3 separate regions of the Mus musculus genome follow, and all the other regions are linked to region 2. Evidence: chromatin contacts called from public HiChIP or PLAC-seq data. All regions are on one chromosome and are shown on one strand. Each heading gives the region's core, a stretch centred on a gene start, on an enhancer-like site or on the middle of the called end of the contact. The rest is flanking DNA. Distances are from core to core; before and after follow the strand shown.

Region 1 (4,419 bases), core at 1,755-4,254, 310 kb after region 2:
CCTCAGTCTAGGAAATCAGATTAGGCTCGTTGTACCCACGAGAGAGAACTTTCAGCAACTGAGGGTTTCAAGGAAAAACTTATTCTACTTATTGATCTGGTGATATTACATTTTAAATGTTTGTGTCACGGTCGAGTGACTGTAGGTAAGCTTCTTATTCTTTTCACATCAGGTGGGATAGGGAACAAGAGGAGTTATTGAGCATCTACTGTGTATATTCCCGTCTTTTATGTTACCCATCGTTTAATAGTCACAATGCCCTACAACTCAGGTATAATTATGTGTGCTTTGCAGAAGAAGAAGTGGGTACATGCAGAGCATGGATGTGGCGTGACTGATGGATGCTGAGCCCAGTGTTGGTGTGTTCAATTTTCTTTCTATATTACATCTTGTTCCTATGGGGGTTAATGATATATGTTTTAACAGTTATGTTTCATTTTTCTGCTTTTCCCAAACTGTCTTCATTAATGATGTAAGACTTCTTTCTGGTCTTCAAAAATGTCCACGCTCCAAAACTTTTTAAGAAAAGTGTAAGGTTGTAACCTTCTGGATATTTCCATGTTTAATAAAAGTTATTTATACCTCTTTATTAATTCTACATTTAAGCAAATGTTTTTCCTCTTGTTGATAATGATATTAAGGTGCCCTTATTAATTTTTCATAAATTGTCCAGAGCATAAAGTAAGGATGACATTATTAGAAATGTTTCATCATAATCAATATTTGACTGTAAAAAATAGTTGCAATATATGTAACAAAATAGTATTTTTTCTGTAAGAAGCTCAGGTGACTTAGTGAGGAAAAAAACCTATAGAATCATAAACCAAGACCATAAATAGGTCATTCTCAAATGAAGAGATGAAAAATAGCTTGTAAATTTATGAAAATATATTCAGCCTCTTTACTAATCAAATACATGCTAGCCAAAGCAAAAACAATATGTTTTTCAAACACTAGTTGATAAATATTTAAAATTTTTGATATCCAGAGCTGACAAGAATGTGGAAACAAAGACTTTTAGTAATGCCTATTATTGTTTAAATATACATTTCCTTGAAACCTAAATTTGTCTTCCAGAAATTTATTCTATTGAAATAGTTGTTCAAGTATGCAAATATACATTTCCCTAGATGCTAACTGCATTATTGTGTGCATAAAAAAGGAGGCATATTGAAGTAAATCATTGTATATACCCCGAGTACAAGATCATTCAAGTCACTTAGAAGCATATGAAGTGAGACTACATTATGCTTTTGAATGAGAAAATCAGGTTTCTCAAGAGCTTAGCTTTTGGCACAGCGAATCAATGCGTCAAACTTTATCTACATGTTGGCACATCTGTCCTCTGAAGCTGCAAGGACATTACACAAGAAAGAGAATCGTCAGCTTGCCATACTCTGACTTCTTTGTGTGCCCCTGTATAAGTGTCTGCAAACAGACTGGGGAAAATATTTGTAAGCTGACTCAGGGTATTCTAGGCAGAAAGATTAGTAGATTAGGGTCATTGTATATTACGAGTCAGTATTTAGTTCACACTGCACAATGACCTCTGTCCAACATGTTCTAGGAAATTGAAAATGATCAAAAGCACAGCAATTACATGGGATGGTTCATCAAAAAAAATATTGTGGTAATGGGTCCAGATTCGCTTAATCTTTTCTTATCACTTTATCACCTGGTGCATTCTATAAGATAAGAAAATTTAAATGGGCATTATTGTATTTCTACACACGGTATTCTTAAATTATTAACTTCAAATAATAGCTTTCCAACTCTAAGCAATCTGAAGAGAAATTAGTCTCAAGTGTCTGCTAAGACTTCATCCCAGCTTAGTCAAGGTCCATTTCAGGAAAGACTTATCACTGCCAGGCTCAACTAACCCGGCCTTCTGGAAATGTCTTCTATATATTATGCTGATGACAGTGACGAGCTGAATGTAGTAACTGTACAGAACCTCAGAGGTAAAAGTACCACATTCTGAGGCAGTAATTGACAAAGGAAATAGCAATCTATGCTGTTGGGGGATGGGGAGAGGGAGGGGTTGGATAGAGCCATTTGGGGCTCTGATGCTCCCAGAAGAAACTGAAACTAGCAACAATGAAGGTGACCTTCCCTTTGTTTGCATGTTTGAGACCTGGATAAACCTCACCACTGTTGAACAGCTTCTGGACGACTGAGACCAATGCATCCTCTGGTTTTTGGTGGATTCTTGTAGAAGTTCAAATTCACCTCATATCTTATAGATGTTCAGCCTAACTTGGGTTATAAAATAATCATTCCAGTCACCCCTAAGAAAATAAAATGATATATATAGTTCATGAAGTGCCCATAGTTATGAAGCTGTTCAAAAGACACTGTGTCACCATGCTGGTTATTATAATTTGGAGTACCTCAGCGGACAAGCCTCCTCAAATAAAAAGCCACATTAAAAAATAGTGAGTAATCTGAGAAATAGCAATAAATTAAGTGCTCATGGGAAATGACTCAGGGAAGTACAACAGCCTCATCTGACATAAGTGCTTTCTGTAACAGCAAGTTCTGGAAATAGCGAGACTCGGCCCAGTTGTACATACAGTCTAGCCTGTGGCCTCTTCGTCATGGTATGTGGTCATTTTGGTAAACTACGCTCACAGCATTAAAGCTCTGTGGTACATGATACATTTAGGACACACTATAAACGTTGCACTCATTTTCAAATCATGGCATACTGTTAATACAATACACAAAAACACATGCCAATGTTTATTTGTCTTAAAATTCTTATTTTAGTTGTATTGTTGTTGTTAATGCTGTCGTTGTTGCTGCTGCTGCTGTTATTGTTGTGTTGTTGCTGTTAATGAGAGGTGTGTGGAAGGTAAGAGAAATAATTTCCAGGGTTACTCAGTCCTTTCATCATGGGCTCTAGAGATGGAAGTGAGTTCGTCAGCCTTGTGCATAAGTACTTTTATCCAACCAGCTATCTTTCTAGCTCAGCTCAGCACATGCCACGTTTTTAATGACAACAGCAAACCTCAAGTATCCCATCCACTTTCTTTAAACACTGAAGTGCCTTGTCCCACTGGGTTCATAGCTGACTCACTGTAACAGGAAATCTGGGAACTGAAGACAGGGCTAGATAATCAAGTTACAACTCTTGTAAAGAATTCTTTCCCCTGTCTCCATTATTATTTCTTTCTTGACTACTTATTGTCAAGTATTTTTGATGTATGGGGTAATAAATTTGGACTATAGTAATGTAGGTAATTGGTTTACATGTTTTCTTTTGATAAGCAAAGACCAAATGCTGACCTATGAAGCTTGAAAAAAATTGTTAACTCAGAAATTACCCTTGTGTGTTGTCAAAAGCTAGCTGTTGGTATATGAAGAATTGTGGACCTCTAGGGAATAAATCCCTGGATCAAAGAGCTTATGATTCATCTAAGCCAAAAGCTAGAGTTTTGAATACCTAGCCCAGCCCTCACATTTCTTCTCTGATACTGTGTTTTTGGCTGGTCCAAGTCTAGTACATACATAGGGAAAATGGAGAGTGGCATGTTCAACTGGCCATTGTCTGGGGACTCTGAAGTCACTGGGTGGCATTTCTCTCCTCGTGTCAGAGGTTATGAGCACTGGGGTACTGGGGTTGGTGGAAGCCATTGCTCCGACTCTACCCAAGCTTTGACTTGCATTCTTCAAGAATCCCCACTGGGCTCTTCTTGATCTTAGCCTTGCCAGTCTGTCCACTAGCCCAACCAGAGTGATGCTGTTGAGACCTAGGTCAGGCCAGATCACTACTCTGTTCTCTATAGGCTGCTGCACAAGGCCGACTCAGAGAAAGAGAACTTTGAGGGGAGGTTGAATGAAGAAGCCAGTTGTCTGGGAATCTGGGAGAAAGTACCTCAGGCACAGGATCCTCCAAGTACAAAGACTCCCAAGGTAGACTTTCTGATGGCTTGTACCACAAGGAAGAAAAGGTAGTCATAGCAGAGTAAATGGAGAGGAAAAAGGGTCTGGAAGTGATAAAACCAGAGCACACAGTCTTGCAGACCTTGGGAATGGCTTTGGGGAGTCTGCTGAGTTAGATAAGACTGTTGTAAGGAAATGTGCAGGAGAATAACTTCGTCTGACTCAGGCTTCGTAATCATCGACCTGGCTGGGCTAGTAAACAAACTGGAAGGACTTAGAGGGGGAGTTAGGTGACCATTTGGGAACTGGTGAAATAATAAAAGTCTATGAAGGGGAGAAGTGATCCATTGTGAAACAGCATGTTAGCTGTTCTCTTCTCTATTACTTTCAAACCACCTTTCAAGATCTCATTTCCTGTGGTCATCTGGCACTAATGGTCCTGGATTTTTTCCTGCAGCCTCTCTGGATTCATTTGGCACATCTACTTTGAATGTGAAACAATTTCAAAACTCTATAGGTAGGCACGCAGGAGAG
Region 2 (4,793 bases), core at 1,734-4,233:
CATCTAAAACCTATGCATAACTGTTTGTTCACAGTGGAAACTGGCAATGTTCTCTCAAAACTACTCCATGCACTGGGGCTGTGCTGAGTAGGTCTACATGTGCTAGCACACAATGAACCAAAAATTTATAGATAGATTGGAAAAACAAAAGAGATAACAGCTCTTGTCTCTTCAGCACACATCTTTATTTTAAATTTTTATTTTTAGTGTTTCAAACCATTCTTAGCAGAATTGGTAATAGCAGTATTATGTGTAAAAAAAAAAAAGACAATAAAAATTTGCCCTGCTGAATGCCTTTCAGTTCTAGATTTCAAAGAGCATATATTATTATAACATCGATACATTAATAGACTTGGTATTTATTATATGTATCAAAATTCATTTTTTAAATTTTAAGATAGGAATGTTAATTTTATGAAGAGCGTTGAAGTAAAAGCAATATAATCTTTTAGGGTTTTTGAGGGATAAGTTATTTTATTCTTTATAACATTTTCCCTTTTAATACTTGAGTGATGCATTTTTCAGAGAAGGCTAATTTTATGCAGTTTTAGTCTGGAGTTATTTCTGGTGATGGACATTTTAAGGTTATTAGCCTATGAAGCATCAGTGCTGTATCTGCCTACCTAGGGTGAATGACATGAGTTAGGACTGTGGGATCTGAGGAGGTGTCTGCTCTATGGGCCATTTCCAAACAGCTGAGGCAACTCATTCCATAATGTGGAAGAAGTCTTATGAAGCAACTTGATTTTAAAATGAGAAGTAATGAAAACAGCCTTCATAATCTTGATTAATCATCCCTGAATAGATTCAACTGACTATTTCCACTGGATATCTAGAACTTGAAGATAAGGGAGTAAAAAGGATGACAAGAATTCTATAAGTATTGAGAAATCCCAAAAACGTTTTTGTTATGCATATCAATCCAGAACAATTACTTTTCAATAAAGTAACCCACGATCTCCTTCAATGTGTTGTGTGACGCTGGATTAGAGTGACCTTTGAAAGGTGGAATTGGGTGGAATGCATTTGTGTGTGTGTTGTGTGTTAGTGTGTGTGTATGTTAGTGTGTGTATATGTGTACTGTGTATGTATGTGTGGTATATGTGGTAATATGCGTGATGAGTGTGTGTATGTGTAGTTGTGTGTGTGTGTGAGTATGTGGGTGTTTGTATATATGTGGTTGTTGTTGTAGTTGTTGTTGTTGGTGGTGTGTGTGGGGTGTGTGCGATGTGTACAGAGCACTAAGTGCCTCTCCACTCACTGAGCTACAAACCCATTCAAAAAACAAGTTTATATCTGAGTTATCCTCAGTCTTCAAGAGTCATGTCACAGGAAGAGTTAGAAACTCCCAATGAAACAGAAAGTAGGCTTTTGAAAACATACCAGGGGCTTTTGTGTTTTGCTGGAGTGGAACCCAAGGTGTGTCTACACTAGCAGTGCTCCCTAACTGAGCTACTTTACATACAATAATAGCAACAGCACATATATACAAGGACAATAAAGCAGTCCATGTTCAAATTTCATTCTTTTTCAACTCTTTATTTTATTTAGATACAAAGTAACTGTTTTTCTTTTTTTTTTTCTGGCATTTTCAGACTTGATTTTGGTTCTTGCCCTTCCCCCTTCCTCCTCCCTGCTCACCGTTCCTGTTGTCCTTCTTCATGTCACGTGTTCTAGTCCCGTCCCTGACAGCGTCTCAATTCTCTTGTGTAAGCCACTTGGTTTAACCGTCCTTCCCTGTTTTAGACTCTGAAACTGTTTGTTTAGCTTGAGGATTCTGTTCCTTAAAAGTCTGAGGAGTTTGCTGGAAAAACATTCGAAAGCCAGAACCTTTTGGAGTGAAACTTCTGTCTCTCATATTTTTCTACAGTTGTTATTTTATGCCATCTTAATTTTTTTCACGAGCAATTTCGGTGCTTTTATTTTTGCACAGAGTGGCCTTTTTGTTGTGAGTTTAGTTCAAAAATAGGATGCTATACATTATGCTTTATTATAATTTTTAATCTCTTCCATACTTATGCTTGGCATTTACTCATTTTTAATTTTATATGTTTGCATTTTTTTATAATAGTGTGTGTGATGCCATTTGAATTTAAATATATGTAAGATGTAAAACATAAATCTGAGAAGACAGAAACCCAAACATTAACAGCAGGGGTTCCTGGGTTGTTAAATTATGCATGGTCCCACCATTGTGAGTATTTCAGTGAATTCTGAATACATTGGTTTTTACTTGGGAAAACATAGATTTTTTTAAAAGCATAAATGACATATTACGGCCATCAAAATTTGTGTCCCAATGCTGCTTGAACTGTGTGTTGTTTTAACTCTCAGTCATAGGGTGAGATTACGGAGAAGTGATGCTATCAACCTTTGTTGTGGAAGCTGGTCTTCAGGCAAAATTTCCTTGAAAGATGATCTAGAGCTACACTTCCAAGAATGAAAGTGAAATTCATATTTTTACATTTCTTTTCTAGAAATTAGACTTCCAGGTATATTTTTCCTGATGAAGCAAAACAATGTTGTGTATAAAAGTGTTCTTGTAAAGAAGTATTTTTATGTAATATATATGTATATATTACTTTTTAATATGTAAAAATATATGTTTTACTATAAATTTTATGTACATTATATACCATATCTTATGTAGTATGTATAATGCTTAGAGATTCTATTTTAATGGCACTCATGTTAGTTTTCTCATTCCTGCAAAAATACCTGTCAAAAGCAACCTAAGGAAGAAGAAAGAGTTGTGGCTCGCAGTTTGAAAGAACAGTCAACCATGGCGGGGGAGTCATGGCAGCAGGATAGCGAGGAACTGGTCATGCGGTATCTGCTGCTATAACGGATCCCGAGATGGATGCAGAAGCTCAGCTTGCTTTCCCCCTTTTATTCAGTCCCGGACTCCAGCCTAGGGCCCAGTGCACTCCTCGTTCAGGGAAGGTCTTCCACGTTCACTCATAGCTTTGTGTAAACAGTTATAGACACACCCAGAACTAACAAGCAAGCTTAATCATCACAGCACCCGAGATTTACGTACACCAGGTCTGAGAGACCTGCAGGTCAGAGCACAAATGGCACAGAGGAAAACTATGTGCAGCCTGCATTGCTTAATGGTAGGACAGACAGTGTCCTAAGAAATAGAACACAGGGGAACTTTTTCATTGAGTGCCCATCATGGGGTGCATTTACACAAGCCTAGCGTGTCCGGGCTGATCACTTGACACAGCCTCTGACGTAGTAAAAGAACAAGATGGGGTTTAAGGAATGATTCAATGACTAAGAGCATGTTGTGCTCTTGCTGAGGGCCCCATTCAGTTTTTAGCCACACTGTGTGGCTTACAACTGCTTGTAGCACCTGATCTTGAGGGATTCTATACTTCTGACTCCAATAAGCACCCACACTCATGTGCACACACCTACAGTTCCTGAATGCTGGAATTACAGGCATGTACCACCACACCCCACTTACTTATAAAATCTTTATGCAATCTATTTTGATTGCATTTTTCCATCCCCCAAACCCTCCCAGACCCTCATACCTCCCTATTCACCCAACTTTCTCTTTCTTTTTTCTTCCTTCACTCTCTCAGTCTGTAGCTCTGTCTAAAGAAAAAGCAACCAAAATGACGAAATGAAAATATGAAAATCAAAACAAACAACCCTCTCCCAATAAGACAAAATATATTACCAAAACAAAGCAAAAGAAAGAACACACAAAACGATGGAATTATTTTGTGTTTTGGCCAACTGCTCCTGGGCATGTTGTCTACCCTGGAGTGTGGTCAGCATGCTCAATGACCTTCTATTGGAGAGCACTGAATTCCACTCTTTTAGCAGGTATCAATTGGAAATAACTTTTTGGTTAGGGGAGGGGTTTGTGTTCACTTCTCCTTTTCACAAAAAGAGAGATGATAAAGAGAGTGTCTTAGCTAGGGTTTTACTGCTGTGGATTGACACCATGACCAAGGCAACTCTTAAAATGACATTAATTGGGGCTGGCTTACAGGTCCAGAGATTCAGTCTATTATCATCAAGGCTGGAGCATGATAGCATCCAGGCAGGTATGGTACAGAAGGAGCTGAGATTTCCACATCTTCATCTGAAGACTGCTTCTAGAACACTGGCTTCCAGGCAGCAAGGATGAGAGTCTTAAAGCCCACACCCACAGTGACACATCCACTCCAATAAGGCCACACCTACTCAAACAGGGCCATGCCTTCTAATAGTGCCACTCCCTGGGCAGAGCATATGCAAACTATCACAGAGGGCATCTAAGTACTGCTACCCACATGATACAATATATAGTTTTATAGTATTATCTTCTGTAAAATGGCATCCATGACATCACTAAGTGACAGAAATTTTAATCATTTTAATTATTTATTTACTGTATGTCTATGAGTACACTGTTGCTGTCTTTAGACACAACAGAAAAAGGGCCTCAGATATCATTACAGATGGATGTGAGGCACCATGTGGTTGCTGGGAATTGAACTCAAGCCCTTTGGAAGAGCAGTTAGTGAGTGCTCTTAACCACTGAGCCACCTCTCTAAGCCTGAAATAACAATTTTTCTTTTGTAGATGCAAATCTCATTATACTGTAGATAAATGTATCTGCTTAAGAATCCCAGAAGCATATAGAATTACTAACTATATTTTAACACATTGAAGAAAATATTTATCTCAACACCTCCTGCCACAATGTGTCATGGCTTCTCATGCTGTTTGCTTCCTTATTGAACCATGCTTATCTGCTTATCCTGCTAATCTGGTATTTGAAGCATTGCTTT
Region 3 (4,438 bases), core at 436-2,935, 330 kb after region 2:
GTTTAGATGAAAGTAATAAGCCCTATTCAAACTAAAACACTACATGGTGCTGAGATATGCTATCAAGCTATCAGTAGAGCAAATACTGACCCCATCCCAGAGTAAGAAACTAAATTCCTAAGCCACCAGTAAATCTATGCAAAACTGCATTAAGTTGGAAAATATTGGACTTGAAAATCAAAATATCCATAGCTAAATGCCAAATCATTCCAAAATCCTATTCAGTTTAGCTCCTGGACCTGACCAGGGTCTCAACAGGGAAATAGGCACCTGCTTGAAGGCCAGTAAATATTGGTCCCTGATGCAGCTCAGTTCACTGAAGCCAACTGACTTGGCCTTGTCATTAGGAATCTTAAATGGAAAAAAATAAGACCGTATTGAATGGGTCCGTTTTGCAAAGAACAGCTGCAAAGCAATTTCACGTTTCGCTGTGTTGCAATCCTAAGTAACCGCCAGAGCCGTTCTATTTCTGTAAAGTCACACACCCACAGAGAGTTCACAGGCAAGCTAGCTGGAGGAAAGGCTGCTTCTCCCTCTTGTACCGGAACCCTTGAGTGGCAGGTGTTTGAACGGCTACCAACGAAAGCTAACAAACCTGTCCACCAGGAAATCTAAGGGAAGCTAATCAATCTATCGGTACAACTATTGTAGTTTCTTTCACTTCTGCCAGAATTTCAAATGTTTGCTGATGATGTTGGGGAAATTAGGAGCGGGGCAGGGGGCAGAGGGGGAGAATCATGTAGAATTAGATCTAAAGAGGAGGTTAGTGGGGAACTAATGGATGGGCCTGCAAAGTCCTTCTGATCATGCCCCCTTTTCCACTTCAAAGAGACTTTTTGTTGCCACCACACCAGTGAAACTGTCTTTGGCCAAGATAATGCACTTGAAAAGTTAAGTTTCTCTATTAGGGGTGGCTGGTATGGCTGGGAAGACAGGTCAGTCACTCGAGTGTTGGGTACATAAACTTACATTCCTGAGTTTGATTCCCAGGACCCATGTTAAAAGCTAAGCATGCAGTACACACTTAAAATCCCAGAGCTGGTGCCTGGCAACCCCTATCCCAGTGATTCTTAACCTGTGGGTTGTGACCCATTCACAGGGGGTTGCCTATGATCATCTTCATAACAGATATTTACATTATGATTCATAACAGTAGCAGAACTACAGTTGTGAAGTAGCAGCAAGAATAATTTAATGGTTGGGAGTCACCACCACTTGAGGAACTGTATTAAGGGTTCCAGCATTAGGAAAGCTGAAAACCACTGCTCTATAATGATGTATGTGATGGCTATGGCCCATAGGATTGAACCTGTCAGAGTGGAACTTCCCTATCACATGAAGCAATGACTAGCAAGCTCTTTTATTCTGTCAATCAATAGACTCGTTCACTCAATAAATATTTGTTTAGTTATCTGCAGTGAGATGGTGACTAGGCATTGATTAAGGCAGACATGATCCCTGCTTGAGTTGGGTGTGTCTTACAGTAAGGCAAGGTTTAAAAATGAAAAGGAAGCACAAACAGGGCTTAGTGCTAACAACAACAGTGGCCAGTGCTTCCCAGAGGCTCTCCATCTTGCACTGCATACATATCAGGGAATGCCTCCTGAAGGAGAGGATATTGAATACCATGAAGGACTTGCTACCTCTGTCCATCTCCACAGTGACAACAGTCTCAAAGGTCTCCCATTCTGATTCATATGTTGGTCACATTTTCCAACTCTCTTGAGCAATCCTCATTTGTATACACTGGCATACAATCTCAATATGATAAGCCCTCACTTGTTCTTCACCTCACTTCTAGATTCTAGTCCACTCTTATTGCATCCTCCATATGAATATTTTTATGCTTTTTACTCCATCTCTTCTCCTGTTATTTCTTCCCCCTATTTCAAATAAACTTTGGTTCTCACTACTAAAAATAAAACAACCCTTGCCAAGATGCCCACTGATTATCTCCTGGTCAAATCCTGTGGCAATTTCATTTACAAGGCAATGTCATTGCTGTTTGAAATTGTTCACTCTATTTGCTTATACCAAGGGGTTTCTTCTAGAACTCACAGAAATGAACCTGTCCATCTAAGGGTCAGAGGGAAATTCTGTTTCATAGGTTGGTCACATTTTCCATCTCTACTGAGAACCCCCCCCCTTTATATACATGTGTATACAATCTTTCTCCATATGTTAAACCCTCCCTTCTTCTTCACCACCTGAGATCAGTCCTCAAGCAAGGAGAGACAGGAGACAGTGCCTCACAGACTTGGTTTTTCCTTCCCTTCTGCTGAGGCAACTCTGAAGGTTCTTCAGAGACTCCAAGATGTCCCATGCAATCCCCTTGGAAACCATTCCATGAACACACCCTTGATGCATGTTCCATCTCTTTCTCTCTCACACTTCTTTGGCAATTTGCTCAACCCCTTAGAACCATCTTTCAAATAAGTTCTTGCAATCAGTGCCTTGTCTGGATATGTTGGCAGGTAGTAGAGGACAACACGTTAGTTGGTGGCAAAAATGGATGCAATTATCCTCTTACTTCATTGCCTTTGCCAACTTGACTTTGTAACTTCTCAGGTCAAAAAGGGAGACTATTTCTCCAACTCACTGATTTTAGTATGACCTTGTGAGTTGCTTTACTTTTGGAAATGCAATTTAAAAAGGTATTACAAGTTCTGAGCCAAGACCTAAATGATAACTCCATACTTCTGCCCACTCTCATGGGTCTTAGCCTCTGCTATGAGGGCTATGCTGTAAGCAAAATAATGAACAAACATGTGGGCTGGAGTAAGTCATTTCAGTCTATTGAGGTGGAAAGCTTAGCTGAGATCAGCAGAACTAACATCCAAATGACTGATTGCTGAACAAGTCCTAGCCAACATGGGTAGTGAGAAGGAACACCCAAGTAAAGTTCAGTACAGGTTGATGTTAAAATCCAGTAAGTTCTGATATGGTTGGTAACACAGCAAAAGCTAATTGTTATAGTTATCTAAAAATCAGGTGATAGCATAGACCAAAGAAAAAGATCTTTAGGATGAAATTCTAGAACTGACTAATCAGACCCCAGCAAGATACCATTTCTATATCTACATGAATACATTTCTAACTAGAATGCTGACCTCAGGTGAGCTGTGGGAGAGGTCTAGGTAAAAAGGGCTACATTCACTTCTAACATAGCTCCAGCACAAGGAACTTTCAGGCAATGATTATGGATGGTAGTAGTGGTAGAATCACGTGGCTATTATTAATGATCAGAGAAGCATTGAAAAATAAAATGTTAGCTATCAAACCTGAGATCTGCTGTGAAGCCTACAAAGTGTATTGAATAATGGGACATAATATTTTATTCCCCATGATAGATTTACAAGGTACCTACAATAAATTTGGGGCCATGGAATAGAAGAGGTAAGTCCTAATATGGGAATATTGGGCAGATATACTTCGAGACTCTTTCCTCCCAACTTTCCTTGAATATGCACAAGTGACTGCTTTCCTCTTGCTGGGGTGAGCAGCCTCTGATGATAAAGGGGCCATACAAATGGTCCATCTGAGGTCTACGCCTTTGGAGATAGTATCAAGATCTGCTCCTGCCTCTTCTCATTGTCTGCAGACCAATAGCTAAGATTAACTGTCTTCACAGCATAAGAGGGAAGCAAAGCCCTTCTCTAGGAAGAAAGGCATTATCCATACCAAGGCATTATCCATACCATTCCAGAAAATATTTAATAGCAGGAGCCAGAACATTTGCCTGGGAATGTCTATTGTCAATACTGAACCAGGACTCTTGATTTCAGGTTGTTCCCCTCAATGCAACAATGAGAAAATCAGTAGCTATCATCATAGTTCTTCCCCTAGAGGCTCGTGACTGTTCATCAGAGTAAATATAATCTAAGGAGAAGGAATTTCCTGATTATTTTTAACAGTTACTGCATATGGCTCTGAACTGACATGGAGGCCATAAAACCCCAAACGCCATCACAGTCTTTGTAAAACTGACATTTACAGGTGTTACCTATTGATAAATAGAGTCCAGCTTAAAACATCTCTTACTGAACTCTGTGGTTCCACTATATGCTCACTTCCTTGATTTTGATGTGCATAACTGGGACAGATGCATATAATATCTGGAAGACAACTTCATATTGGTCTCCTGAGGGAATAAAAACCATAACATGGCACACAAGACCAAGGGCAAGTCCTTGAAGCTATCCCACCCTTAACAAAGATAGATCAGAAGTGATACTGCATCCAAAAGAGAATATCTGAAATTAGAGCCACCCTCAAGGACTTAAAACATGCAGAGGTGGTGGATCTTATTATATCTCCATTTAATTCAACCATATGGCTTTTGTAAAAATAAGACAGATCATGGTTGCTGATAGGAGTTCACAAACTGAACCGTGGGATAGACCCAATTACAGTTGATATTATACTTCTGCTGGATTTA

Evidence for each region. HiChIP or PLAC-seq counts read pairs in DNA pulled down with a chosen protein or histone mark.
Region 1: an HNF4G HiChIP or PLAC-seq map of pancreatic cancer cells shows a contact between it and region 2. The contact joins two enhancer-like sites. A contact is called at or near these places in 1 of 15 datasets of contacts at CTCF or cohesin (the NIH/3T3 cell line), 1 of 484 Hi-C or Micro-C datasets (embryonic fibroblasts) and 2 of 115 datasets of contacts at active chromatin or transcription factors (the SCID.adh cell line and pancreatic cancer cells).
Region 3: a contact with region 2 is called in an HNF4G HiChIP or PLAC-seq map of pancreatic cancer cells. The contact joins two enhancer-like sites. A contact is called at or near these places in 3 of 484 Hi-C or Micro-C datasets (CD8 T cells and cerebral cortex) and 4 of 115 datasets of contacts at active chromatin or transcription factors (CD8 T cells, the SCID.adh cell line, bone marrow-derived macrophages and 1 more).

The regions. Positions count from the first base shown.
Region 1 is chr13:37,106,572-37,110,990 of GRCm38.p6, forward strand. No RefSeq gene overlaps it. Among named protein-coding and RNA genes, the nearest start is that of Gm30549, 38 kb to the left of the region's middle. Within about 2 kb of position 3,005, at least 13 of the 459 cell types and tissues checked have an H3K27ac peak or open chromatin away from gene starts, as enhancers often do. A contact at or near this core is called in pancreatic cancer cells, where this site is marked.
Region 2 is chr13:36,800,133-36,804,925 of GRCm38.p6, forward strand. No RefSeq gene overlaps it. Among named protein-coding and RNA genes, the nearest start is that of Gm30489, 21 kb to the right of the region's middle. Within about 2 kb of position 2,984, at least 3 of the 459 cell types and tissues checked have an H3K27ac peak or open chromatin away from gene starts, as enhancers often do. A contact at or near this core is called in pancreatic cancer cells, where this site is marked.
Region 3 is chr13:37,130,371-37,134,808 of GRCm38.p6, forward strand. No RefSeq gene overlaps it. Among named protein-coding and RNA genes, the nearest start is that of Gm30549, 62 kb to the left of the region's middle. Within about 2 kb of position 1,686, at least 17 of the 459 cell types and tissues checked have an H3K27ac peak or open chromatin away from gene starts, as enhancers often do. A contact at or near this core is called in pancreatic cancer cells, where this site is marked.